Regions from separate parts of the Mus musculus genome. Here regions 1, 2, 3 and 5 are each linked to region 4. The links are chromatin contacts, called in public HiChIP or PLAC-seq and promoter capture Hi-C maps. All regions are on one chromosome and are shown on one strand. Each heading gives the region's core, a stretch centred on a gene start, on an enhancer-like site or on the middle of the called end of the contact. The rest is flanking DNA. Distances are from core to core; before and after follow the strand shown. Region 1 has its middle 75 kb from the start of Gm24254. Region 2 has its middle 69 kb from the start of Crnde. Region 3 has its middle 110 kb from the start of Crnde. Region 4 holds the start of Irx3 (Iroquois related homeobox 3). Region 5 has its middle 140 kb from the start of Crnde.

Region 1 (4,781 bases), core at 1,568-4,067, 310 kb after region 4:
GGATCCACCCCATAATCAGCATCCAAACGCTGACACCATTGCACACACTAGCAAGATTTTATTGAAAGGACCCAGATGTAGCTGTCTCTTGTGAGACTATGCCGGGGCCTAGCAAACACAGAAGTGGATGCCCACAGTCAGCTAATGGATGGATCATAGGGCTCCCAATGGAGGAGCTAGAGAAAGTAGCCAAGGAGCTAAAGGGATCTGCAACCCTATAGGTGGAACAACATTATGAACTAACCAGTACCCCGGAGCTCTTGACTCTAGCTGCATATATATCAAAAGATGGCCTAGTCGGCCATCACTGGAAAGAGAGGCCCATTGGACTTGCAAACTTTATATGCCCCAGTACAGGGGAACACCAGGGCCAAAAAGGGGGAGTGGGTGGGCAGGGGAGTGGGGGTGGGTGGATATGGGGGACTTTTGGTATAGCATTGGAAATGTAAATGAGCTAAATACCTAATAAAAAATGGGAAAAAAAAGAAAATAAACGACTGTATGTATACGTTTAGTACAGGCACAACTTTTTTTTTGTCTATTTTTCATTAAGTCTGCAGATGTAAAACCGAGGCTTCCAAGGGTCAACCTGCATTCATTAGTAGAGTATAGAAAAACACTTGGACTTGGGCAACTGAACTTGGGTTCAGGGGACCTTTTCTGAGTGATGGAGGGAAGGGGCTTTATCAAAGGGGCCTCCTGCTGTGGCTTGTAATATTTTATTTCTTAAACTGGGTGACGGATGAAATGAGTATTTATTATATAATTTTAATACCTTTTTTGGGTGTCTCAAAAATTCATGATTCATTGGTTAAAATAAATTAACTTTATTAAAATAAAATAAGCAATGAAATTGAATCCAAATGTGCTGGAAGTTGGAACCTGTAGAAAGGACCTTTGGTCCCCTCTGGGACAGGCCAAAGGGACAGGAGGGCCAGCTCTGGTTCCAGCCACAGGCCTCAGGGGCCCATGTGACCAAGCCTGACCCAGGAGCCTTTCAGGCAGAGCGAGGGTCAGAATGGCAGCTCAGGAGCAGATACAGGGTGTGAAGCTGGGGATCTCCTGAGGTCCCCGTCACAAAGTGGGGGAAGCGATGGATTTATACATTTAATGAAAGGACGACTCTGGAAGAGTAATAAAACTGTGCCCAAGGAGCCAGGTATGCTTGGTGAGATTTTAAAAGGAAATGTACACCCCAGAACTCCTTCTCCAGTATACTTCTTCTGTTAGATCAGGTAATATTTTTGAAAAACAGCATTACAAAAGGTTAAATGTAGAACAGATGTAAGTTATAAAATACAAGCTGATCAAAGCTGAGATTTTGAGACAGATATGTTAGCAAATGATGATAAATCCGTCCCAGTAGGACTGTAAGAAGCAGACAAATGTAACTATGGGAGAGAGAAAGTCAAGGGTTGCAGCTGGGGGAGGGGCAAGAGTGAAAACAAATGCTGGTGTTAATTCCGGTGAACTCAAGAGCATCACTGCATCCGCGGCGGCAGGGACAAACATCACAGCCACAATACATTCCATGTTCTCTTCAAAGAGGAATCCCATTCTTGGGTCGGGAATAATCCAATTACTGATTCGGGATCCCCAGTGCTCAGCCATCTCTTTTAGACTAGTTTCGGACCGGGAATGTCAACTTTTCCCAGTGTCAGAGGGTTGGCTTTCTGGTTTAAAGCTTTCAAAATTGGCTTTAGAATCTGGGCATCTCAACCTCTCATTAAAAAGCCAGATAATTTATAGTCACGTCATTAACCCGCTTCCTCGGGCTGCCATGATAAACCTATCATTGGGGAGAGATTTCAACAAAACATTACAACTTCTTTCTGGGAAGGCGGCAGAGAAACAAAATTAAATAAATCAGGCCCCTCTGTGTCAATAAATGAAGCCCACAAGAAGTAAAGTATTTACTGAGGCTTAAGTGAAACAGAAAACATTTAAAGATCAAGAAAAAAGGAGGTAATTGTTCAGCCTGTCAGCAGGGGACCGCTGTGATAATTTGATCTGAACTCTGCTAACAAATGACCCAGCCCGTTCTTCTAACTTTAGTATCTGTTTATGCTCCTACAAATTGAAACCCCACCGCTCAGCTGCCCAGAACAGGGCTCGCTACAATAGCACATCGGCCGACGATTAGTTCAAGCTGGGGGGGGGATTAGCTGTCCATCCCAGGCCTCCGAGCCCTCCAGAATATTTTGTCTTTCCCTGCTGGGGTAAAAGGGTGCAGACATATGCAACCAATAAAGAAACAGGCTTCTATGGACTGGAGGTTGAGTGGAAAGAATGCAGAACAAAACTATAAAATAATAATAGACAAAGGGGCAGCGGGGACCACGGGAACTCAATACATCCTCTGCTAACCGAGGCCGGGCTGGAGCTGCAGCGTCCCCTCAAGATTTTAAAACGGAAGGAGGCCTGTTGTGTGTGATCTCCCAGCACAGGGCTGTGGGCCAGGCATGCCAACCATCAGGACTGACTAAGATCAAAAGCCTGATAAATGAGAGGAGAGGGAATGTTTGACCCACTAAACCATATTCTACAAGAATCCCAGGCTTTTAAAGTAATAAGAAAGGCCATAAATTACAGTGTCTCGGGTAGATCGTGATAGAGTCTGATGCACATGGATGTTGTTTGGTTATAATATTTTTAGAGAGCTTCATGTTCACGGGTAAGAGACGGCTTAGGCATCCAGGCTGTGTTTAGAATTCCGCAGTCTGGAGAGAAAGAGAGAGAGAGAGAGAGAGAGAGAGAGAGAGAGAGAGAGAGAGAGAGAGAGAGAGAGCCCACATTTGGAGAAAAGTAACTTAATCTTCCTGGAGTTTCAGGAGCTAAAAATGATACTTTGATGAAAAATAGGGTTGAAATAAATGAAGGGAAATTCAAAATGTCACTGCATGTCTGCATACTGCCTCCTTAGATCGCTATGAGGCATACTGAGGAACGGGAGCTTCCTCAGTGAAGTCCAAGGGCAGCCCAGAGAAGCACAGGGCACAGGGTTTGGAAGGCTTTCCTCGCCTGCTGAAGGCTGGCCCTGCTTGGTCAGTTGGCTTCTTCGAGCGGTACTCTGTGAGTTATACATCAGTTTCCTCATGTGTAAGGAATAAGAAGCTCTGTGTCCGAGACCTACTGCCAAAACGCAAGGAGGCACCGTGGATAATGATGGGGTAATTGCTCCATGAGTAACATGGAGAAAGCACTGCACAAGGGTTTGCTGATGCGGTTGTTACAGGTATCTAAATAAGAAGCTGACTTTTAGAAAGAAGATATGCAAGGAACTTCATCATCAACGCATTCTTGTAAGAAACCAGGAAGCTTATGGAAACAGCGCCCGAGTACAGAAAGCCATTGCCGATTTCTTACTAATTGGACTGTTTCATTGACCTTTATTCTAAACAGCTTCTGCGGTTCATTATATTTTTCAAGCCATTTCACCCAACTTGCTCTGAGGCAATGCAGGCGAGCTCTCCAGCAGAGGGCACTGGTCCCATTGGAAGTTGGGAAGCCATTTTGAAAATGGCTGCCTACACATCTCAAAGAGAACAACTTAATCCTAGCCACTGAGGTAAAAACATTGATATCTGTCTGGGAAAGTTTGTCTTCAGACTAAAAGCATCTCAAAATGGCAAGTGTTTTCTCTACTAGTTTGTTGCTGAGTCAAATAATTGTTTAGGAGAACCAAAAGAACTCCCGGATCTCTGAGCTGAAATAGGTAATAAGGAATGGGGGAAAAAAGCTTCGCTTTCAGCTTGTTTGCTCAATGGTTCTCAATTTTTAAAATTATTATTGTTGTTGTTGTTATTATTGCTATTATTTTGATGCTGGGGGACCCTTGGTGATGTCGGGAGATACACACACACACACACACACACATATATATATATTACTGTCACAGTTGTGACAGGGATGTAGAGAGTAGAGTTTGACACTGGCCTCTCTTGGGATGCTGCTACACATTCAACCAGAAACAAAGATGTTTGGATCAGCTCTATAACAAAGCATTGTCTGGCCCGAAATATCAATAGACTATGACTGAGGAAGTTTAGGAAGTGACAAGATTCACAAGGCCCTTCCACAAGTCTGTATAAGCAGCAAACACTAACCATCAAGAGAAGGCTCTGTAGTGGAGCTTTCTGCAGGCTGTGTGGGAGGCTCAGAGACTTACCTTTGGTACTTGGTCATGCGTGCCTTGGCATTTGGTGAGATAACTACCTTTGAGTCCATTGTGCCCAAGGACCTACTCACTGACTTAATGATTAGATTTGGGTAAAAGAGTATCTTTTATCTGTTGCTCATGCTCTCCTTTGGCTGAGTAGACATTTTTGTTCACTTCTCCCTAGGGAATGTCACACAGTGGGGATGTTGTTGGGTCAAAGTCTCAGCAAATGCAAATAGCAGTAATGATAAGCAAAGCTTTTTCTTCAATGAAAGAAAAGAGCTATATACATGGCTTCAATGTTTTAGTTCTATCCACCAGGGAAACTGGTAAGATGCCCAATATTCTTTTATCTACACAAGAAAAAGCAGACTGGAGAGTGAATACTTGGCATCTATATTTAGAATCCCTAAGAGGTGATGGGCATCAACACCAACAGCTTGGGAAAAGAAGTCCAGAACTACGGCTGTGTGACTCTGGGTAAGTCAAAGAAAGTCTCGGTGTCCCACTTTCTCATCGTTACATACAGAGTGATTCCTTCAGCCCTTCAAGACGGTGATGAAGACCGGATTAAATAATGCATGTGAAGCCAGATCTTCTTAGCTATAAGAGGGAGACCTGA
Region 2 (4,680 bases), core at 725-3,224, 490 kb after region 4:
AAGCTTTAGTGCAAGACTGAAACCAAAGTAAGGTCAGGTCAGGGCGATGAGCTGAAGGGCAACAAAAGGAGTGGACTTAGTGTGTGATGGTCCTGGATTTAGAACTTACAGTTCCTACAAAGGACCTCAGCCCTGGAAACTGAGGTTGCATGCCAGTCTAGGAAATAGTCACACGCTACCCTCTTTGTTACACAACTGATACCCACAAAGACTCCAGTAAAACCCGGGTGGAGATCTCAGGGCTGTCTTAGCTGTGACCAGGTTAGCCAGGGGCTGGCCATCCTAAAGTGGTGAGGAAGCAGCGGTTGTCGTGAGGGAGGATATGGCTAACTGAGGAGAAGCCATCAAGGGATATTGAGTGTCTGGTGCCAAGCTGCCAGCTTACACTCTTAATACCAACCAGGACTAGCTAGAGGATCTAAATGGTCTTCCAAGGCTTCTGGAGAAGGAGATAGAAAGGGCCATAGAAACCGAATAAAGCTGGGACTTCCTGTGTTGCAGTCGGCTCAGGGCTTACAGCATTATTTGAGGATTAAAAGGAAATCCTGCCCCTGAAGCTGGTACGCTGGGGACATCTGGGTTACATACAAGTCCAGATAGCGTCCCATGTTATATGGAAAAACACATGCCAACCCAAGAGTCGATTTTTCCCCCTTTTATTTCTTTGATAAAGAATGTCTGAGCACATTCCTTATTTGTCATTCTTTGTTTTGTGGTCCTCCTACCCAGTGTGCTCTGAGGCAAGGTTGCCTGCATCCCTCAATGGAAGGATGGAGTCAGACAACAGTTTGGGGACCTAGATCTCCCACTAGGTCCAGGACCCTGGGAAAGGTTACTCCACTCCCTGAGACTTTGCCGTCGTTTAGAGTCACACTGGAGAATTACATGACATAGGGATGAGATTGATGGCAAGCATATGACATCTGTACTCCCTTGCACCAGCCCCCATTTTAAAAAAAAAGAATAACAAATCTAGGTGTGGCAGACACAGTCTTCCCAGTGGGTAAAGGCACCTACCACCAAGACTGCTGTCCTGAGTTCAGTGCTGGGAGTCTACATGGTAGAGAGAGACAGAGAGATGATTCTTGAAGCATATTCTACAGCTGTGGTTCTCGACCTTCTTAATGCTCTGTCCCTTTAATACAGTTTCTCAGACTGCACACACCACCCCCAACCATAAAATTATTTTCATTGCTACATCATAACTGTAATTTTGATACTGTTATGAATCATAATGTAACTATCTGACGTACAGGATATCTGATATGTGACCCCTGTAAAAGGGTCATTCAAACAGCAAAGGGGTCGCGACCCACGGGTTGAGAACCTCTGCCATGTGGCCTATTATAAACCAAAGCATCCTTTCCCTGAGATAAATAAACCATTTCTTTTAATTATTGGTATAGTGGCAATGATCACAAGTTTAAAGTCAGCCTGGGATACATAGTAAGATGCCATCTTAAAAATAAGCCAACAACAGAAAAGATAAACAGAAAACTATAATTTAGATGTGATTCATCATTACACTTATATTCATCATCATATGTCATACTGATTTTCATTTTATTATATTATGACAACATACTATATTTTATAATTCTTGTCGTTGTAATACCTGGCCAGGAGACGTCACAAGGAAGGTACCTCATAGCGCTCTCTCTCTGTCTCTGTCTCTCTCTCTGTCTCTCTGTCTCTGTCTCTGTCTCCCCCCCCCCTTCACTTCTATCCCGTGTCCAAATAGAAAATTTCAAAACCTCCTAGTGGCAAATTAAAATTCAAGAAATAAAGCAAACGCCAAGGTTCCCAGTGCAGTGACTTCTCTAACAGCAGGTTTTACTTATGGCGAATATCACTTTACTGCTTTTAACAAACTTCAAAGAAAATGTTGTAAAGCCATTCATTCTACATGTCTGTTTCACATCAGTCACAATTAGATCCCAGCCTCACTTCTCTCCCCTTGTTAGACCTCATAAATCCTGCGACTAGAGTGCCGAATGTGGATCACATTAGGAGTCGTCAGAAGTGGCCTGAGAGATACGAAGCACTCGAGGTCACCCAGCCTGGCACATCGAAGCCGAAGGAAGCTGCCTTGAAGGTGGATAAGCCATCCAGCCCATCTCAGGGCCTTAGATCCGGTCCATGGGGGGCGCGTAGGTTTCCAGAGCCGCAAAGATGGTGTTCTGGCAGCCAGAGGAGAAAAATGCTCTAGCATAAGAGATGCTTAAGTGCCCAGGGTTTCCCGGTGAGAGACCCTCACAGAATCCCAGCCTCCTCTGTCCCCTACATTTGCATCCTGCAGAGCTCTGAGTTCAGCTCCTACCCATCTAAGGAACAGAGATGAAACAGCACTGAAGCCTCTCTGGCAGCCACTTCTCCTATCCCTCCCTCCGATCATGACCCTTTCCTCCCACGCTGTAAAGTCGGGGAAGCTGCTCATCAGTGGCGAGCAAATTTTTTTCTATTTGAAAAATGCAGTTAAAAGAAAAAGCTGTACGGCCGCAGAAAACAGACTCCTCGTACTACGTGAAAGAGCTTAGAGGGTTTACGGTTATCACTCCCGCGGCGTTTATAAGATCACTGAAATTCAGGGTTGCTCATTTATCCTGCCCTGGCTGCTGCTTCCCACGTGTGGCTTTTTTTTCCCTGATAACCCCAGTTTTATTCCCTTAGAGGCACCAACAGTTGTTAAAAAGAAGTCTTTTTTTTTTAATAGAAACATTTCCAAAAATGTCCCACATGTTTGCCAGCCTTTTAAAGTAGACTTTCTTGAAATAGAATCTAGCCGTTCTTGCAGGTCAAGCTATGATTTCTGCTAAGGCAGGGGGGAAGCAGGATGTTGAGGGTGCTCTCTGATCCAGATAGCCCAGTGTTGCCATATCAGCCTCAAGACCTTGGGCAGCTGCAGGTCCCTAGCCACCAGGATGCTCCATCCACAGACATGGGCTAGATCGCATCCGAGGCATGCCGTGAGGGTGAAGTGACCCTCTACTTATTGAAAGTGTTTCAGATGATGCTTTGAAGATGACGTGTGTTTAAAAGAAAGAGCATAGTTTAAAAAATGTAATAAAATAAAATTATAAGCAAAATTCAAGGGTAATAAAAGAGTAATAAATTAGTGGCGTGCACTGCTGTGATAGAAAATGGCTTCAAAGCCCTGCTGAAGGCAGTTGATTCCGTTTAAATGGCCCACGAGCATAATAATGCTTCGTTATTATGCTGAGTTCCTTATCTCTTTGCATAGTTCAAAAGCTTCCTTTGAACAGCCTGTAGCATCTGCCTCCTCACAGGGTCAGCGTCCACCTGGGGAGGCACCCACCCCAGCAGTCGCTCCTAAGAACCTATTAGTTACTGGGGCGTGCAGGGGACAGCTTGCAGAAATGTGTGCTCCCTCTGTCCAACATGTGGGCTCTTGGGATGAAAACCAGGTTGTCAGGCTTGTGCTGGCCAGCATCCTTACCCAGGGGACCATCTAGCCAGCCCAGATGCTATTTTTAGATACTTGGGCACCAAAGCACATGTCTGCTCTACCAACTCTCAGGAGGCAAGAGGATCACAAGTTCAAATCCAACCTAGGCTGTATAGTGAGACCCTGTGAGACAGACAGAAAGAGAGGAAGAGAAAGGAAGGGAGAGCGATGGCAGGGGGTGGGGGAAGTGTTTTATTGTTTTTTAAATTAGCATATAAAGTAATGGAATTCCTTGTGGGATTTTCAGAATACTTTGCTTTTATTGGTTCCATCCCCCTACTTCTTGGCCCAGGGCTCCCTCACTTCTGATGGCTCCCTGCCTTCCTCCAGTGGATCCTCTTCCCAATAGCTAGAAAATGGAACCAGTCTAGATGCCTCTCGACACATGGATGCATAAGGAAGATGCAGTGTATACACACAGTGGAATTCTATATGGCTGGAAACAGAGGTGAAATCATGAGTTTACCAAAAAATAGATGGTGTGGCTTTAGGTAGCCCTTTCTAGTTTGCATGGCATTGTATTAGTCAGGATGGTCTAGATTTGCTGCAGAAACAAAAAGTCCCCGTCCTTGAAAGTCATCACTCATGTACTTTGGGTGCTTGACTTGGTCTCATGAAGGGTCAGTATGGACACTCAGGTGCCCACGCTGACAAGCTCCACCTTAGTGTGTGCGCTTTTAATACATGGTCCTTCTTGCGGGGAGGCACATGTTGTGTGCAAAGTATTGCTGAGCACTGGAGATGGTATCGAATTCCATGGAAAAGGTCCTTGGGAGTGAGTTATAGGCAAGTGTGTCTTTTTCCAAGGAGGCCTGTTCCTTTTCCTTTTCTTCTAGCTGACTGGTGTGAGCTGCCATTTCTTCCACATGGCTGCTCCCGCTGCCCAGATACTCTACTTGCCTCAGGGGAACCAGCCGAACAGAGACTGAAACCTCCAAAACTCTATAAGCCAAAATAATATTTTTCCCCCTTCATTTGTTTCCGTCAGACATTTTTGTCACAGTGAAAGCTGACGGACACAGTGGATACTTCCCATGCATCTGCTTCTCCCTTTTTATATAAAAGACTGATTCAAACCAGGTGACTGCTCGCCCAGATCACAGAGTGGCAATGTGGCTAGCTAGATATTGAAGTCAGAGCTGTCCCACAGTGATGCTCATGTTATTAACCAACACTTCCATCTCCCAGAGTGCCAAGGCTGCAAGTAACCTTGA
Region 3 (5,030 bases), core at 863-3,362, 440 kb after region 4:
TCCAGATCTCACTGATACTTTTTCTTCCTTTGGGTTGTCTCAATTTCTTTTTTTTCTTCCCTCCCTCTTCCTCTCCCTCCCCTCCCTCTCATCCCTTTTGAAACTGAATTTCACATAGCCAGGCAGATCTTTAAACTTGTCAGCCGAGGGTGCCCATGAACTTCTAGCTGACCTACCTTGACCTCTCAAGTACTGAAATCATAGTCACGGTCCCATGCCTGCTCTTCCTTTGTCCCTTCCCATTCTGGAGTCGTGACAGCCTCTTGCTCTTGCCAGGATCTAAATGCTCCCCCTCTCTTCATTCCTTTAACTCTGCCCACGTCTCTCTATTATAGTCTTGAACTGAAATCTGTTTTCAGCCTGATTCTGGCCGAATCCCTCACTCAATCAAGAGATATTTATTGAGTACCTACTGTGTGACCGATGCCATCAGGAAAGGAGTGAGCAAGGCAGATAAGGCTCTTGTTTTCATGTAGCCCACACCCAGTGGGTACAAGACGATGAGCAGTGGGCGCTTGTGTGATGGGCATCTTCAAAAGGATGCTTTGGGGGGAGGGCTGTGAATCTGGGCAGGTGGCTTCCAGGTGAAAAACAACAGCCATCTATGTATGTAGCTAAAAGAAATCTCTAACTCATGAGTGTTTGCTCTCATAGGCAGAATCTAGATGTAAAGTACAGATATGAAAATAAAGGGGACCATTTGGGAAGGACAAGGGAGCAGTGAGAGAATTGAGCACAGGCAGGAGAAACACGAGGAGAGCACACAATGTACTCACGTGTATGAGAATGTCAAGATGAAACCATCATTCCTGAAATTAATATATTTTGATAAAAATGTATAAAGTGCAACAATAGTGATGTTTCCCTTCGAGGTCTTCCCTGCCTTGGTTCACCACAGACACCAAGTCTCCATCTTCCCAGCCAACCAGGGGCACGATCATGGACATCTTCCCAGGCAGGTGGCATGGAAATGTGATGGGAATAGTGAGGGAGGAGAGCAGGCCACACTTGTGCCCTGAAGGGAGCAAGAAGACCAAGCCGTCCCGAATCTAGAACCATCTAGAATTTCCCCACTTCCCATCAAACGGGCTCTATACACTTCCTGTGATTTCCCCTTCCTTCCAAAAGAACTTCTGTGTCACAGAAAATATTACCCCTAAGTCTAAAGGTAAAGGGAAAGACATGACCAGATTAATACATCATGAAAAAAATTCACATAGTGCATTGGTGGATCAATTAATTGTTCATGGCAAACAGAAAGATATCGCTTTGTGTGTGTTAAATATTAACAACTTGAGACAAGAGGAGTCCACTGTGTCTCCTCTCTGAAGCTTTCTTTGTCAATGGAATGTACTTCTGTACAGAAGGAAAAGATAGTCTGGAATGTGATCGTCTTTCTCAATAAAGGCCAGAGAGGCTCCCCACGGTCCCCGAGCCTCCAGCAATCAACCTAATCATAAGCGACTGGAACCAAATGGATTCAGGCAGCCATGCTGACTACTGAGTTTAAAAGTTTTATATATCAAGAGTCTGAATGCCAGCTAAATCAAAACCTTTCCAGGCAAATCAAAGGGCCATCCCCCCCCCCCCAAGCTTCTGCCAAAGGCTTTGCTTCACCATTTGCTCTCAGTGCTGTCTGGAGGCCGCGGCTGCCGGTTGAATCTGGCCTCGTCCATACATGTTCCATTACCCTCCTCGGAAAGTGGTCCACCACCTTTACATGAAGAGCATTGGGGTGGGGGTGGGGGCATGGAGTGAGACAGAAAGAAGCAAAAACAAACTGACTGATTGCAAAGCCAGCTATGATGTCAGCATCAATTAATGTTTCCCACAGGCACGCTAATCAGCTTCATGACATAATAACAGCTTCCATTACACCGGTGGGACTTCAAAGTTATTCCAAAGATAACATAACACAACACTTCAAGCCCCAGGAAACTTCCACCACGCTTTCAGATGTTTTATAAAGTTACCGATCTTTTCATTGCTGGGGGGAAAAAACCGAAAGGAAACAGAATATTGAATTTGGGATGAATCAGGGCTGGAAAGTGACTTCATTACAAATTCCAAATGTTCAAAGAGATAGCGGCAATTACAAAGCCACAAGGGGTCCCGTTGAAAAGCAGCTTGGTGGCAAACTTGTCTCAGGCAGGCACGAGGACACAGTCTCCAATTCGGAAAAAGCAAAATTTGAAGTCCCCGTGGAAAGCATTGTGCCTAGTGCTGAATGAACAAGAAACCCAGGTCTCCCAAAGTGTGAGCTCCTCGGCTTGACCCTCAACTACAGATCTGTCAGTGAGAGGAATATTTGATGTCACTAAGAGGCCAGCCTTCATCTACCACATAGAAATAACCACCACACCTACTTCCACGTAGAGTTGGACCAAACCAAGGAGTGAGGTTCTAGCGCTGTGTCAGAATGTCTTCTCCCGTTACTTTCCTATCAGTAAATATGTTACTGAACAGCACTCGGTTACTGGCAACTCTCTCTCTGTCTCTGTCTGTCTGTCTCTCTCTCTCTGTCTCTGTCTGTCTGTCTCTCTCTCTCTCAGTGTGTGTGTGTGTGTGTGTGCGCGTGCACTCACAGGGAGAGAGAGGAGAAGATGGAGGGAGAAAGTGCTAGCTCACACCGAAGGACTCAGGGGCAATCTCTGGAAGGCCTGGCACAGGCCTGTCTAAAAGCAGATGTACCAGGCAGACCTCTGTGTGCCAACAGGGATTCCCTTTGAGCATCTGACAGTTATACGAAGAGGAAAAAGGAGCGGCTGATACAAACCTGCCTGATACCAGCTGTTCCTCTGGCCCATTCACCTCTCCCTGTCCCTACCTCAGCAGTTCCTGCCCCTTGGTGCATGAGCAGCTCTGAGGGAACTCTACTGTCAGATCTCAGCAGCCAACTTCAACATCGGGGCCACAGAGAGACCGAAGAACAGGGATAGCAGGGGGTTGCCACCCTCTTCTGCAGACCCATTGACTGCATTCATAGCCGTTCCCCTTGCAGGACCTCCTCTCAGCCCATGGCTGTTAGGCCTTTGGGTTGCTTGAGGAATGAGCAGTAGACAGTTGCCACCTGTCCTTCACTGTGAGTCGGAGTGGACACAGCTCCTGTCTCTGCTGTCAGGGATGTATGGAGGGCAGTGTCTGGATGGGGCCCAGGACTTAGGAAGTATGCTACAGACCTACATGGCAAATACAAGTGTGGGCAAACCAGTGAGTGACAGAAGCGAGAAGCAGAGGAAAGCGAAGGATGTAAAGAGAGTCAAATAGAACCTGGAAATGTAAGAGAGCTCAATTCCCACACAAGACATGTGGTGGTGTCTCCATGGTGTTCCATGCTGAGCTGGCCTAGTGGAGGCTCTTCCACCATAGGAAGTCCATTCACAGCTGGGATTTTGTCCTAGACTTTGTCTCAAAGGAGGGGTCTCCAGTAAGCTGGTTTTCTGTTAGCCTTTGGCAGCTTTACAATGGATGTCAATGTGAGCTTTGACTTGGAGTCATCTCTTTTCTTCTCTATACAGTTGTATTTTTTTGTTGTTTTTGTTTTTGTTTTTTAACTGCATAGAACCAAGGAGAAAGAGGGCTAAATCAGAGAACCGAGTCCTCAGCATCTCCCTGAGCTCTGAGCATCCAACTTGCCTGGAGCAGAGCACAAGCTAGACTTGATGCCCAATGCATCATCTCAGAACTGTGGGATGCTGACTTTCTGCAGACACCGTGGTCCCCCAGGCCCTGTCCTGAAGTAGTGTGTACTCTTGAAGACAGAGGGGAAACAGTACAGCTTAGTGTTTACAGGGCTAGAATGTCTGAAAACCACTTTGAATTGGCTCAGCCTGACCATTGACCTTGGCAAGGGCAGGCCAGGTGGTGTCAATTCACTCAGTCCCAGTGTCACACTGGCCCACTTCTAGTCCATCACTGCAAACACCTAGAGAGCTTGCTGAGTCCATGGAGTTGCAGAACTAGACACTGAAGGAAGGTCCAGTAGATGGCTCAGCTGGTAAAGGCTGCCCGCCTGCTTTCTGTGCCTGGGATCCACATGATAGAAGAAGAGACCCAATTCCTGAAAGTTCTTCTGCTATCTGACACAATGGCACATGAGTCTGTACATACCCAAAACAAGTAAATAAAATGTATTTTTTTAAGTGCAGGGAAACTCACTGCAAGGACAATACTCAGCCAGCCAAGGACTGTCCCAGCTGAGCATGCCAGAGAGAGGCACTCCAGACCTTTCTAGAAGCATCCAGTACAGCCGAGAGCCTGAACAGTCACCTCCATAATGCATTGAATCACTGATCCCCGAGTTGCCTCCTTGGCAGCCCCCTCATGTGTTGGGGCCACACCTTCAGCTGTTGTTCTGAGTCGTCCACTTCCTCCCTCTCAGGGTATCCTGATGCTGCTGCACACTGGACAGGTAAGATGGAGTCTTCAGTGAAACAGCTCTCTCAGACAGTCTTACCTTGTGCACATGCGATTTACTCAGGGTGAGCTTGAAAGCATGCACTTTTTTGGGGGATGAACCAGGGCTAGATAGGAACCTGGGAGGATGGGAAGGAGTTTTCAGGGTGAATGAAATCTTTGGCTGGAGTTGAAAGTCTGTGAACGCCTCATCTGTACAGGGAGGAATTCCAGAAATCGCAGGTACTCGCTGGGCACGTTCTCACGGGGAAAGAGGAAGTTGAACTTGTAGGTTTGCCAAGGACTACTCAGCCTTCTCCAGGTAGAGGTTTTCAGGGGTCAGGCTCCCCAGACAAGGCCAGAGATGGGGAAAACCTGCTGGTAAAGAGTTTTCCATTTCCCACTGAGCTCAGAGATGCTATCTGGACACGGTAGACTGTGACCTTAATTAGCAGGGTTTCCCCACACTCTCACCCCTGCATCCCAGGCTCATTCCTATAGGAAAACATCTACATCTAATTTCTCATCTTAAGCTTTCACTTTCAGGAAGACCAGACCCAGCAGGTGACATGGAGACCCATCCTAAAGTCATGAAGCCTAGGAATGTGGTAGCCTTTGGGTTGCTGGGACTGAGG
Region 4 (4,893 bases), core at 2,061-4,560:
TTCTTGGAGAGGCTTCTAAGCCTGGCTACCTAAGCCCGAACGACTTCTGCCATTGCTGTCCTCAGACCCAGCTCATCTTTTCCTGTAGATTCTTTAAACAACGGCCGGGGGTGGGGGGGAAGAAACACCAAAAACACCAAAGAACCATGCAGCAAACCGGTCCATGTGGCAGACCTGCCGGTTATAGTCAAAAGTGGCAACAGCTCATTTATTTAGCCAAAAAATAGATACTTTCTTGTACAATTTGGTTCACACGTATGTACATTTTCCCGTATATACAAAAAGAGTCAGACAGGCTTGTTCTCTCCGTAACCCCACTCCCCCCCCCCCCGAAATCAACACAACGAAGGAACCTCACAATCTAAATGTGGGGTGACTTGGGGGAGGGCCAAGGTGGGGGGACTGGCTTTCTTTCTTTCTTTTGTCCTTTCCTGTTGTTGTTGTTGTTGTTGTTGTTGTTTAGTGTTTCTTTTAAGGTAATCATACACAGACATGCTTGCAACTCGTCACTATACAGAGCGATTTTGTTTTGTTTTGTTTTTTACAATTAGTACAACGATTTAAAAATGGTTGAAAAGTTAAGACGAGGAGAGAGCTGATAAGACCAGAGCAGCGTCCAGATGGTTCTGTGGCCTGGAAGAGAACGGAAGCAGAGACAGTGAGCTTTAGAGTTGGGGAGACTGCTTAGATAGGGGATCCCCTATAAAGCCGGTGTTTAGCTGTGGGAGTATTAACTAAAAGCTGAGCTAAAGAGATCAGAAGTCAAGACCGGGCTTGGAAGGAAGTGGACATTACGCAGAGGCCTTCTGCGCCACAGGCCTCTTGTAAGGGCCAGACTTCCCCTAGCTCTGTACCACAGGCCTGAGGTGCTCCAGCCGAGAATGGAACCGTGTCTATGGGTCCACAAGAAGTGACAGAAGAGTGGATTTTTTGGGTCCTTTAGCAATAGTTTGCCAGCTACTTTGCTACCTTCCCAGGGGGCAAAGGGCTCCCGCCACTGGCTCTGTGTTTTTCTTATTCCTCCCGAAGGGTCTCCCACTATGCTTCCCAAATTCGGAGTCTCTTACCGCCTTGGCACCGGCTGGAAAGCTGTCTTGAGTAACTTTTTCTCCACTTCCAAGGCACTACAGCGATCTGTAGGAAACAGAGGGAAGAAAAAGGAGGCCTTTAAAACACAGGCTCCAGGCCTCCAGGGCAGCTGCACCCGCCTGCGAGCAAAGAGGAAAACACCGGCGTCCCACACACCCCCAAAGCCCCGTTCTTTCCCTTTAGTCTAGGCGAGAGCCCCACCAACACCCTCCCACTGTGCCCCTACATTTTTCTTGTCACCTGTTCCACTCTCCGGCTCGGCAGGCCGAGCATAGGCGGCTGCGGCCGCAGCGGGATGACCTGCGGCTCCGGGAAGTCCCAGCAGGTGCTGTGGGGCCGAGCCCAGCATGGACAGCGGGTGCGGCCGCGGACCGGCCGGCGGCCCTGGGAAAGGCCTGTTGGTCCAAGCGGGGAATTTGCCAAGCGGCGCCGACACGAGTCTGTGTGCCGCTGCAGCCGCTGCAGCGGCCGCGGGCGAGAGCTGCAGCGTCGGGGGCGCAACGGCTGCGCCGGGAGGCGAACCTCCGGCTCCGGGAGGCGAGCGGCGTGGGTTGTCCGGGCTGGTGGCCGTCTCGGCCAGTGACCAGATCTTGGGCTTCTGGAGGGCGGAGGAGGGCGCCGGGGCCGGAGCGCAGGGATCCAGGCTGGAGGGTGGAGAAGGTGGAGATGCAGGAGCCCTGGCCACGGGCGGTGGCGGTGGGGCCAGGCTCAGGACCGACAGTGGTCGGTCCTCCAAGCCTTCGGAGCTGTCGTCCGAGTCGCTAGTTTTGCAGTCCGAAATGGGTCCCAGGCCGAAGTCGCCGTTCCTGTGCGCCGCCCCAGCCAGGGTCAGCTCCGACCCGGCTGCCGCGCTGTCTAAGTTTTCCAAATCGATCTCCTCATCCTCGTCGTCGTCGGCCAGCCCCTCGCCCCCCGTGTCCTCCTCCTCTCCTGCGAGCTCCTCCTCCTCCATCTCCAGCTCGCGTTTGCTCTCTTCCTCGTCTTCCTCTTCGTCCTCCTCCTCCCGCTCGCTCCCATAAGCATTGCCCTCCTCGTCCGTGCGACTACGGGGAGCCCACGTCATCTTGTTCTCCTTCTTGAGGCGCCGGCGCGCGTTGGCGAACCAGGTGGACACCTGGGTGAGGGTCATCTTGGTGATGATGGCCAACATGATCTTCTCGCCCTTGGTGGGGTACGGGTTCTTGCGGTGCTCGTTGAGCCAGGCCTTGAGCGTGCTCGTGCTTTCCCGGGTGGCGTTCTTGGGACGGGACGGGTCCCCGAACTGGTACTGGCCATAGGGGTAGAAGGCGGGGTGCGGGTGCGGGAACGCGGCGGCCGTGGCCGGATGCTGGACGCCAGGGCTGTCCTTCAGCTCATACTGAGCGCCCTGTACGCACATGGAAAAGGAAGGGGACACGCGCGCAGGGAGCGCGAGTGAGCTCCTGCCGTCCCCACCTTTATCCTCCCGCCGGGACCCCAGCTTTCTTCTGCACGCTCACCTTGCCCCACACCCCAACTCCAACCCCTCTCTCCCGGGTTTCTCTGGCTCTTACCAGCTGTGGGAAGATGGGCAGCTCCGTGGCGTAGGGCAGGAAGGCGCCGTAACCCTGAGCGGCGGCGGCGGCAGCTGCGGCAGCGGCGTAGGGTGCCCCGTACACTGATGAAAGCACATTGGATAGGGACCCAGAGGCGGCCAACTCGGAGGCTCCGGCGCCGGGACCGCTCCGGCCCCCAGCGCTACTGCCGCCTCCACCGCCGCCCGCAGCTCCCGGGCGTTCGGGTGGGTAGAGAGGGCGGATGTACTGGTATCCGAGCTGGGGGAAGGACATGGTGGCCCGCGGCGCACCTACGGACTGGGGGCCCGGACCCCCGAGCCGCCGTGCTCAGCTCCGGACCCCGGCTCCGGAGCGCATCGGGGGCTGGGCCGAGCCCGGGCCGCGCTGCGTCGCGCTCCGCGTTCGCCTATTGATCTGCTCCGCGGCGGGCGGCGGCGGCGGCAGCGGCGGCAGCGAGGAGTCAGGTCAGGTCCGAACAGATTGGCCGAGATTCCCTGGGCTCCGGGCTCTGATTGACATTTCTACGGGGCCTCAAGCCCCTCCTCTCTGCGCAGCACTCCCTCCTCTAGGCCGGGCGAGCCGCTCTGCGCTAGGCGCTCAGTTCTGCCCTCCTCTCCGGGAGCTGTGTCGCGCCTCGCTTCCTTCGCCCTCCTCTAGTTTACACTCTCCTCCTGTCCTGTCCTCTCCCCTCCCCTCGCTGCGTCCCCCCTCACCCCACCCCTGGCCGCTTCCGCTCCCGAGGCTCCTTCGCAGTCCTGGACGCTGGGAAACTGCGGTTCTTTTTGCTCTTTCTGTTTCTCACGGTTGCTTTTGCTCACCTTTCTGCTCTCTTCACTTTTCCTAGTCTGACTCCTCTCTTTTAAATCTCTTTACTCTCTCGTTCTCTCTTCCCCTCTTCCCCGGTCTCCGCACCCTGAGCTAAGGCGGCTTAAAGTTGAAGACACTTAGAACGCTGTGCGGGGGGTGTGTGTCCGCGTCAGTGTCTGTGTGTCCGTCCCCGCCCTTCCACCCCCTCCTTCACCCTTCCCCAAATCTCGAGTCTGACGTCGCGCCCTCTTATTCGACTTTTCCCTGCGTCTCCTCCTGGAGTCGCCAATCACCCGGGAGCCTTCTGGGCGAGGCGGCCCTCCCCCGCGAGTACAGAGCGCCGGGCGGGGCGGGGCGGGACTGGACTCAGTCTCTTCCCGCCCCCTCCTGCCCGCACTCGGAGGGGAGAGCCGAGACCACGAGTGGCGGCTTAGTACAGGGTCACCTAGCCCCTCAGGTCTTCCAACTCCTCAATTCTCAGCCCCCTTCGAAGCTGTAGTTCCGGGTTGGGACAGGACCCTGGACCAAGGCAGGCTTCCGGGGCTTCCCGCCCTCCCCCCCCCCCCCCCGTGGCTCCCTTTGCACTTTTCAGCTCTGGTCCCTAGGTCGTTCTCCAAAGCCTAAGCCTGCAGCTAAAAGAGTGAACGTGCTGCCTGGGAGTTGGGAGTGCTGCCTCTCCGAGCTTTAAAAGACCTATTCTGTGCTGGGTGGGGGGAGGGCGGGGGAACCCCGCAGTTTGCTACATTTACACCTCCAGGGTACCTTGTTGAGAATCCTCACAAGAAATAGTGAGTTTGGCGCCTAGGTGGTCTGGTGGAACAAGCAAGGAGTTGGTGGAGCTCCTGGCTATGGAGTGGGGGAGGAGCAGAGAAACTTAGAGCCTAGGCTCTGGGAACTTTCCGAAAGCTCTTCCGAGAAGTTTCTATGTTGGTGTGATTTTTTTTTTTTTAATTGCGACCATTCATTTCACTATCCCCCTCCCCTTTCCGCTCTCTGGTCCCCAGACCCAGCGTTTTTCTTTTGGCGAGAATTCCCCCAGAGCCGTAGAGAGTGTGCATTGTGGGGGCGGGGAGCAAGACTTTGGTTTTATGGTAGGATATTTCCTAAATCTAACTTGAAATGTGAGTGTCCAAGTGCCCACCGTCACGGATTAGTGTGTGCAGTGGAAAGTCATACTGAAATTCCCGGGATAGCTGGAGCTCCCAGATAAGGCTGTAGCGGCGACCCACGCGCGGGCCAGGCCTGCTGTGGGCCTGCGGACTGAACAACTCCCCGGCTGCGATTCTTCAGTAGAGTGAAGAGCCCTAGCTTAGAGGCAGAAAAACCACCCCAAGGGCCTCCGACTGAACTAAGAATCAAACCGGAACTCGCCAGCTTGGAGGAATCTAAGGGTCCCGGGCTGGCCGGGCTCTAGTGTGAATACAGTTAGGGAATGGATTTCTTTCTCCCTGGCCCTGGCCTC
Region 5 (5,114 bases), core at 1,230-3,729, 410 kb after region 4:
CTGTAGCTACCTATGCATTTACTCTCATTTGCATATTGTAGATTAAATCTCTAAAGAGCTTGTCGACATCAAACAGCTCACAATTAACAGACTCATGCTTGGGGTCTACCTGCACAGCTTCAAAAATCCTTCTTCTTGGCGGTAGAGTGAGCCTCCTTTCGGTGCTTCTGAGAAGAGCGTGCCTCTGTTCTTTGGATTCAAGCTGACATCTGCACAGCTTGGGAGCTAGCTCTTCAGCATGATCAGTTGGAGGGTCTAGACAAAGGTCTAGCATTTTCCATGGAACTTCACAGTTCTATCCCCCATCCACACAAGCTCCCTCATTATTTCTGTAATGCTACTTCTAACTCATGACAATAGATTTCATTAGGACATTTTCATGCACGTACTTCTACCACCCGACTAATTAATCAATCCTGTGCCTCTTCCCAATTAGTCCTCCATCTAATATATACCCAAATGAGTTCTACTAGGGTTGTTGGTCTTCTTGTCCTAACTTGGTGTGTAGTCAGAGCTATTTTACAGGATAGTTTTTAGAATATTCAACAGGTCTGGGATCTATCTGGACAACAGGACTGTCTGGAGGAAAGAGTGTATTTGGGATAAGTGTTCATTAAGGGGGATTCTGTGAGTCTGTAGTCTGGGACTCTTGGAGGCTGCCTGAGAATCGCTCATGGTTTATGTGCTTCTGGACAGCTCAGCCACTGTGTTTTGATGGAGTAGCCTGGGGTCTAGGTCCCCGACCTGCCCACCCCCTCTCCCCCTACACACACACACACACACACACTCTGTGTTTGATCTGAACAAAACCGATGGTGAACGTGATTATTTTCACTCGACAGAATCTGAGCAAAGCGAGTGTTTACTTTTCAGCTATCTCCCAGGAAAGACAGACATTAGACTTCTAGGGTCAGATTAGTCACGTGTCCACAAATCATCAATGGCCAGAGGAATGGCATGGAATGGCTGGCCAGCTCGGGGTGGTATGTCCACCCAGCTGTATGAGCACAAGTTTTCCTGTTCTGCTTGTCTCAAGATTAAGAGAAGATGCAGGGCCTGTGATTGGAAGTCGCCCCACAGACCAGCAAGTCTAGCCTCAGTGCTCTCAGACACTAGTGGGCACTGGGGCTAGACTCTACTGAGAAAGAGCACAAAGAGGGGAAGCCAGTATTTTAGTCCTGTGGCTGTAGTAATCTGGGGATCATTTTAAAAAGAGAGACCTGAGGCTGGAGAGATGGCTCAGTGGTTAAGAGCACTGATTGCCCTTCCAGAGGTCCTGAGTTCAATTCCCAGCAACCACATGGTGGCTCACAACCATCTGCAATGGGGTCCTCTGGTCTGTCTGAAGAGAGCAATGGTAAACTAATAAAAATAAAAAGAGAGACCTATTTTTCACCTTTCCACAAACTGACCTGAGAGATGATGGTACAGGTGTAAGCCTATGCTGAGGGTTTCAGAAGTCACATAGACAGCAGGATGTTACTTCAATGATTACTAAATGAGTTTCATTAAATTTCAAATTATAGCCAGGGGGGTCTTTAAATCAAACACAGGCATGCTGACATTGCTCTCTGAGTTCCTCTCCACATCTCTGTACCTTTCACTGCCTCCTGGACGGTACCTGATGCTTAATAGATGCTTCTGGGAGGAGAGAATCTTCAGTAAGGGAGCTTGCAAAGGGTTGCCTTGTTGTGGACCAGTATCAAGTTGTATGAGTCTTGCAAACTGCTTTGAAAGATCCAACACACCCCGTAGTTAGGAAATGAACACATTCCATCACAGGATATTTTACCAAAATAAGCAGGAGCACAGAACTGCAAAAGACAGAACACCCCCACCCCACCCCACAAAGCTGCAAAGATACTTGTGTTTAAAAGGCACGAGTGCTTGGGGGCAGGGGGTGAGGGTGGGTGGGGGAGAAGAGTAGAAACAAAGTATTTTCATGTGAATCCCTTCTCTCCTCCTTCATCCTTTCTCCTCTCCTCTCCTCTCCTCTCCTCTCCTCTCCTCTCCTCTCCTCTCCTCTCCTCTCCTCTCCTCTCCTCTCCTCTCCTCTCCTCTCCTCTCCTCTCCTCTCCTCTCCTCTCCCTCTCCTCTCCTCTCCCTCTCCTCTCCTCCCTCTCCTCTCCTCTCCTCTCCTCTCCTCTCCTCTCCCCTCATAGACTCTCCTCTCCTCTCCTCTCCTCTCCTCTCCTCTCCTCTCCCTCCCCTCCCCTCCCCTCCCCTCCCCTCCCCACCCCTCCCCTCCCCTCCCCTCCCCTCCCCTCCCCTCCCCTCCCCTCCCCTCCCCTCCCCTCCCCTCCCCTCCCCTCCCCTCCCCTCTTTCTCATTTTTCGGAAAGTAGCTTTGCTAGACCTCCAAGCCCAGAGCAATAATGGCAGCTAAAAATCTTTTTAAGTGCCTCCCACAAGGGCCATAGGGTAGGAATCCCAGAAGAGGTCATTCAAAGCCCCTCGGAGGGAGAGCTGGTTCCTTGAAACTTGAAACTGCCCGAGCGCTATCACTTCAAGGCACACAGACTAAGAGGATTAAGGTAAGTGTCCCTCCTAAGCGCCTGAAAAAACAAAGCTTGTATTTTAGCATTACAAAGGAGGGCACATTTATATAGGTTCTGCAGGAGGCAAAATATGTGAAGACTTTAAGGCTGCTGTGGGTGAAGAACAGCTTTGAGCACCAAAAAGGCAAATCTTCCCCGAGGTGGTGGTGAAGGGGGACAACGCATTCCTGCAAGATTACCCACTGTTTCCAAAGACCCAGGCTATAATTGAGGTTAACCCAGAAGGAACAGCAAGAGGCACAGGAGGTGGAACCTCATTAAACCGAGTTTACCATGTGTACTTGTGATTGGACAAAGAGTGGGACCCCTCCCATTAAAAAAGAGGGACAGTGGGGCGCATTATGGTGTTTATCAGTCAAGTCGATACAGATAGGGAACCCCATCTTTCATACAAACCAACTTCCAAAATGGCTTCAGACTGACTGCCCTCTCACTAAATCTGTCTCCATAGAAGCTTGGTTAAAGCAATGATGAAATGTGCACAGAAATAAACTCGAGGCTGTGACTACATTTGAAATTCTAAAGGAGCTTATCGATTTGTGAAAACTGTACATACTTGTGGTACTGTACCTTCATCTCACTCATTACATGGAACAGATATCCTCCTTGTGCAGCCTGGACTTCAGATTGATCTCTTCAGCAATTTTATCTTTGACATTTTATTTTGTTTTTTGAAACCCAGAGTCTCTCCATGAAGCCTCGGTGGACCTGAAACTCACTATATAGCCCAAACTAGTCCCAAGCTTGACATCCTCCTGCCTCTGCCTGTCCCCTGACCTCAAATTAAATATTGGCCTGAGAGATGACTCAATTGGTTAGGCACTTGCCACCAACCATGATGCCCTGAGTTCAATTTCCTGGACCCAAGTGTTGAAGGGAGTATACACACACACACACACACACACACACACACACACACACACACACACACACACACTCATACACTCGTAATAAATAAATGTAGGATTGGGTTTGTTTGTTTGTTTGTTTGTTTGTTTTTGGAACACTGCCTTTTTCTCCTACAAGAGAAACTAGATACAGATTTATCAAATTATATTAAAAAACAAAAACCTTAAGCTAGTGTGGTGATATGTTCCTGTCCTCCCAGCCTGGTCTATGTAAGACCCCATCTCAATAGCAACAAACAAGCCAATGCTAATTCTGCCTAAGGAAAGAGTCGTTGGTTTGGCTTGGCTGCCAACTGCCTTCCATGTGGCAAGCAGCTCTGGCACTGGTAGCCATCCGCCTCATTCTTCCTTTGTTCTAAGAACAATAAGGCATGGCAGAGAAGCCCCTGGATTCACCAAGACATTCAGTGATGCTTTGATTGGGTCCAGCTGAGGCTTTGTAGATGGTTTGGCCTTGTTGGCTCTGTGGCACAGGACACTCATGTCACCTTAGAGACTCTCTGCACAGAGGAAGATAGCTCCTTTCTCCTGCCCAGCTGTTTACCCATCTCAAATAGACATGCATCTGTACCTTGAGGCCCTCATCAATGATGAGTGGGTGACTCTTCTACTCTACATCCATGGGCAGAAGTTCCTGCAGGTGAAGGTGGTCGTTGTTGGGTCCAGTGTCCTTCATCTTCCTGAGTTATCATTTAAAACGGGGCGACTATTACAGCAGATTGTATATTTAAATAAAAAAATGGGTGACTCATCTCCCCCTAGTCTTCTCATTTGGAATATTCCAGGGGCTCAAGGCAACTTTTGAGGCAGCTTTCACAACAAGGATAGGAAGATCTTAAACTAAGACATTTACCTTGTGCTTTTGTTTTCTTTTGTTTTTGTTTGTTTGTTTTTGTTTTTCAGACAGTTATTCTTTTTAACATTTTGAGAATCTGCTCCTATTTTCTGCTCCAAGTTCAGTTAAGAAAATTAAGACCTTATCCATAGAACTAGAAAACTCCAGAACGCTCAGGAAACCTTCTTCAGTATGCTTCCATTTCTGACTAAGCCCCTTGGTGCTGCATGCCACGTAATCTTAAACTCTTTCCTTCAACACTTTCCAGGTTAAGTGTAGCCTAATGCAGTCAAAGCCATAGAGTAAAATCTCATACAGTTGTTCCCCTTAATTCCTATTGGTGGATAAATAACCTCAAGTACGGATCAATACATGTTCTGGGGGGTGACCGAGTGATGCGGTGAGGTGTAGTTTCATCCCTTCTTGGATCCAGATAGCATCCACCTGATGCACAGCCTGCTCCTACCTCATCAAGGTGAGGTCAGGCCATGTAACCTTTATGATGTGGGAAAATTTGGTGGACTTGAGACTTGCAGAAACCTGCTTCTTCCCATGGTTCAGCCTGGCCTTGGCTTCTTCACTCATCACCCAGAGAGCACACGGGAGGACGTGATCCCAAGAGGCAAGTTGCAGCCAAATCAGGTAAGGCTGTGCGTGACAGATCAGAACTTGAGTTGGGAAGGGCTAGCTGGCCACGTCACTCTCGCCACCTCGCAGGGTTACAATCTGACCTTATTCCGAGAAGTGATATCTTTTATCATTCACATTTTCTTGAAGAAAATGAAATCCTTGGAGTTTGATTTAAAACGTTAAC

What was found. Promoter capture Hi-C pulls out the DNA fragments that hold promoters and counts their contacts. HiChIP or PLAC-seq counts read pairs in DNA pulled down with a chosen protein or histone mark.
Region 1: a contact with region 4 is called in a promoter capture Hi-C map of second pharyngeal arch cranial neural crest, with 7 times the contacts expected there. The contact joins the enhancer-like site here to the promoter of Irx3 in region 4. A contact is called at or near these places in 16 of 39 promoter capture datasets (the 3T3-L1 cell line, 3T3-L1-derived adipocytes, cranial neural crest and 9 more), 23 of 484 Hi-C or Micro-C datasets (the C2C12 cell line, adipose-derived mesenchymal stem cells, cerebellum and 12 more), 17 of 115 datasets of contacts at active chromatin or transcription factors (cardiomyocytes, craniofacial prominence, differentiating embryonic stem cells and 9 more) and 6 of 9 other capture datasets (adipose tissue, embryonic stem cells, embryonic tail and 3 more).
Region 2: a contact with region 4 is called in an H3K4me3 HiChIP or PLAC-seq map of craniofacial prominence, with 6 times the contacts expected there. The contact joins the enhancer-like site here to the promoter of Irx3 in region 4. A contact is called at or near these places in 9 of 39 promoter capture datasets (the 3T3-L1 cell line, cranial neural crest, embryonic stem cells and 4 more), 1 of 484 Hi-C or Micro-C datasets (myocytes), 14 of 115 datasets of contacts at active chromatin or transcription factors (craniofacial prominence, differentiating embryonic stem cells, embryonic basal ganglia and 8 more) and 3 of 9 other capture datasets (adipose tissue, embryonic tail and liver).
Region 3: an H3K4me3 HiChIP or PLAC-seq map of craniofacial prominence shows a contact between it and region 4, with 4 times the contacts expected there. The contact joins the enhancer-like site here to the promoter of Irx3 in region 4. A contact is called at or near these places in 8 of 39 promoter capture datasets (the 3T3-L1 cell line, cranial neural crest, embryonic stem cells and 4 more), 4 of 484 Hi-C or Micro-C datasets (embryonic retina, myocytes, palatal mesenchyme and 1 more), 6 of 115 datasets of contacts at active chromatin or transcription factors (craniofacial prominence, embryonic basal ganglia, embryonic forebrain and 3 more) and 3 of 9 other capture datasets (adipose tissue, embryonic stem cells and embryonic tail).
Region 5: a promoter capture Hi-C map of stem cell-derived epiblast-like cells shows a contact between it and region 4, with 4 times the contacts expected there. The contact joins the enhancer-like site here to the promoter of Irx3 in region 4. A contact is called at or near these places in 13 of 39 promoter capture datasets (the 3T3-L1 cell line, cranial neural crest, embryonic stem cells and 8 more), 1 of 484 Hi-C or Micro-C datasets (embryonic stem cells), 11 of 115 datasets of contacts at active chromatin or transcription factors (craniofacial prominence, differentiating embryonic stem cells, embryonic forebrain and 5 more) and 5 of 9 other capture datasets (adipose tissue, embryonic stem cells, embryonic tail and 2 more).

The regions. Positions count from the first base shown.
Region 1 is chr8:92,112,589-92,117,369 of GRCm38.p6, forward strand. No RefSeq gene overlaps it. Among named protein-coding and RNA genes, the nearest start is that of Gm24254, 75 kb to the left of the region's middle. Within about 2 kb of position 2,818, at least 20 of the 459 cell types and tissues checked have an H3K27ac peak or open chromatin away from gene starts, as enhancers often do. A contact at or near this core is called in craniofacial prominence and second pharyngeal arch cranial neural crest, where this site is marked.
Region 2 is chr8:92,285,032-92,289,711 of GRCm38.p6, forward strand. No RefSeq gene overlaps it. Among named protein-coding and RNA genes, the nearest start is that of Crnde, 69 kb to the right of the region's middle. Within about 2 kb of position 1,975, at least 7 of the 459 cell types and tissues checked have an H3K27ac peak or open chromatin away from gene starts, as enhancers often do. A contact at or near this core is called in craniofacial prominence, embryonic limb bud and second pharyngeal arch cranial neural crest, where this site is marked.
Region 3 is chr8:92,239,264-92,244,293 of GRCm38.p6, forward strand. No RefSeq gene overlaps it. Among named protein-coding and RNA genes, the nearest start is that of Crnde, 110 kb to the right of the region's middle. Within about 2 kb of position 2,113, at least 3 of the 459 cell types and tissues checked have an H3K27ac peak or open chromatin away from gene starts, as enhancers often do. A contact at or near this core is called in craniofacial prominence, where this site is marked.
Region 4 is chr8:91,798,344-91,803,236 of GRCm38.p6, forward strand. It overlaps Irx3 (Iroquois related homeobox 3), which reads right to left and starts at 3,311. Exons shown (of 4, transcript NM_008393.3): 1 at 2,622-3,311; 2 at 1,330-2,455; 3 at 1,068-1,134; 4 at 168-633. The coding sequence starts at 2,897. The coding sequence ends at 579.
Region 5 is chr8:92,213,907-92,219,020 of GRCm38.p6, forward strand. No RefSeq gene overlaps it. Among named protein-coding and RNA genes, the nearest start is that of Crnde, 140 kb to the right of the region's middle. Within about 2 kb of position 2,480, at least 13 of the 459 cell types and tissues checked have an H3K27ac peak or open chromatin away from gene starts, as enhancers often do. A contact at or near this core is called in craniofacial prominence, differentiating embryonic stem cells and stem cell-derived epiblast-like cells, where this site is marked.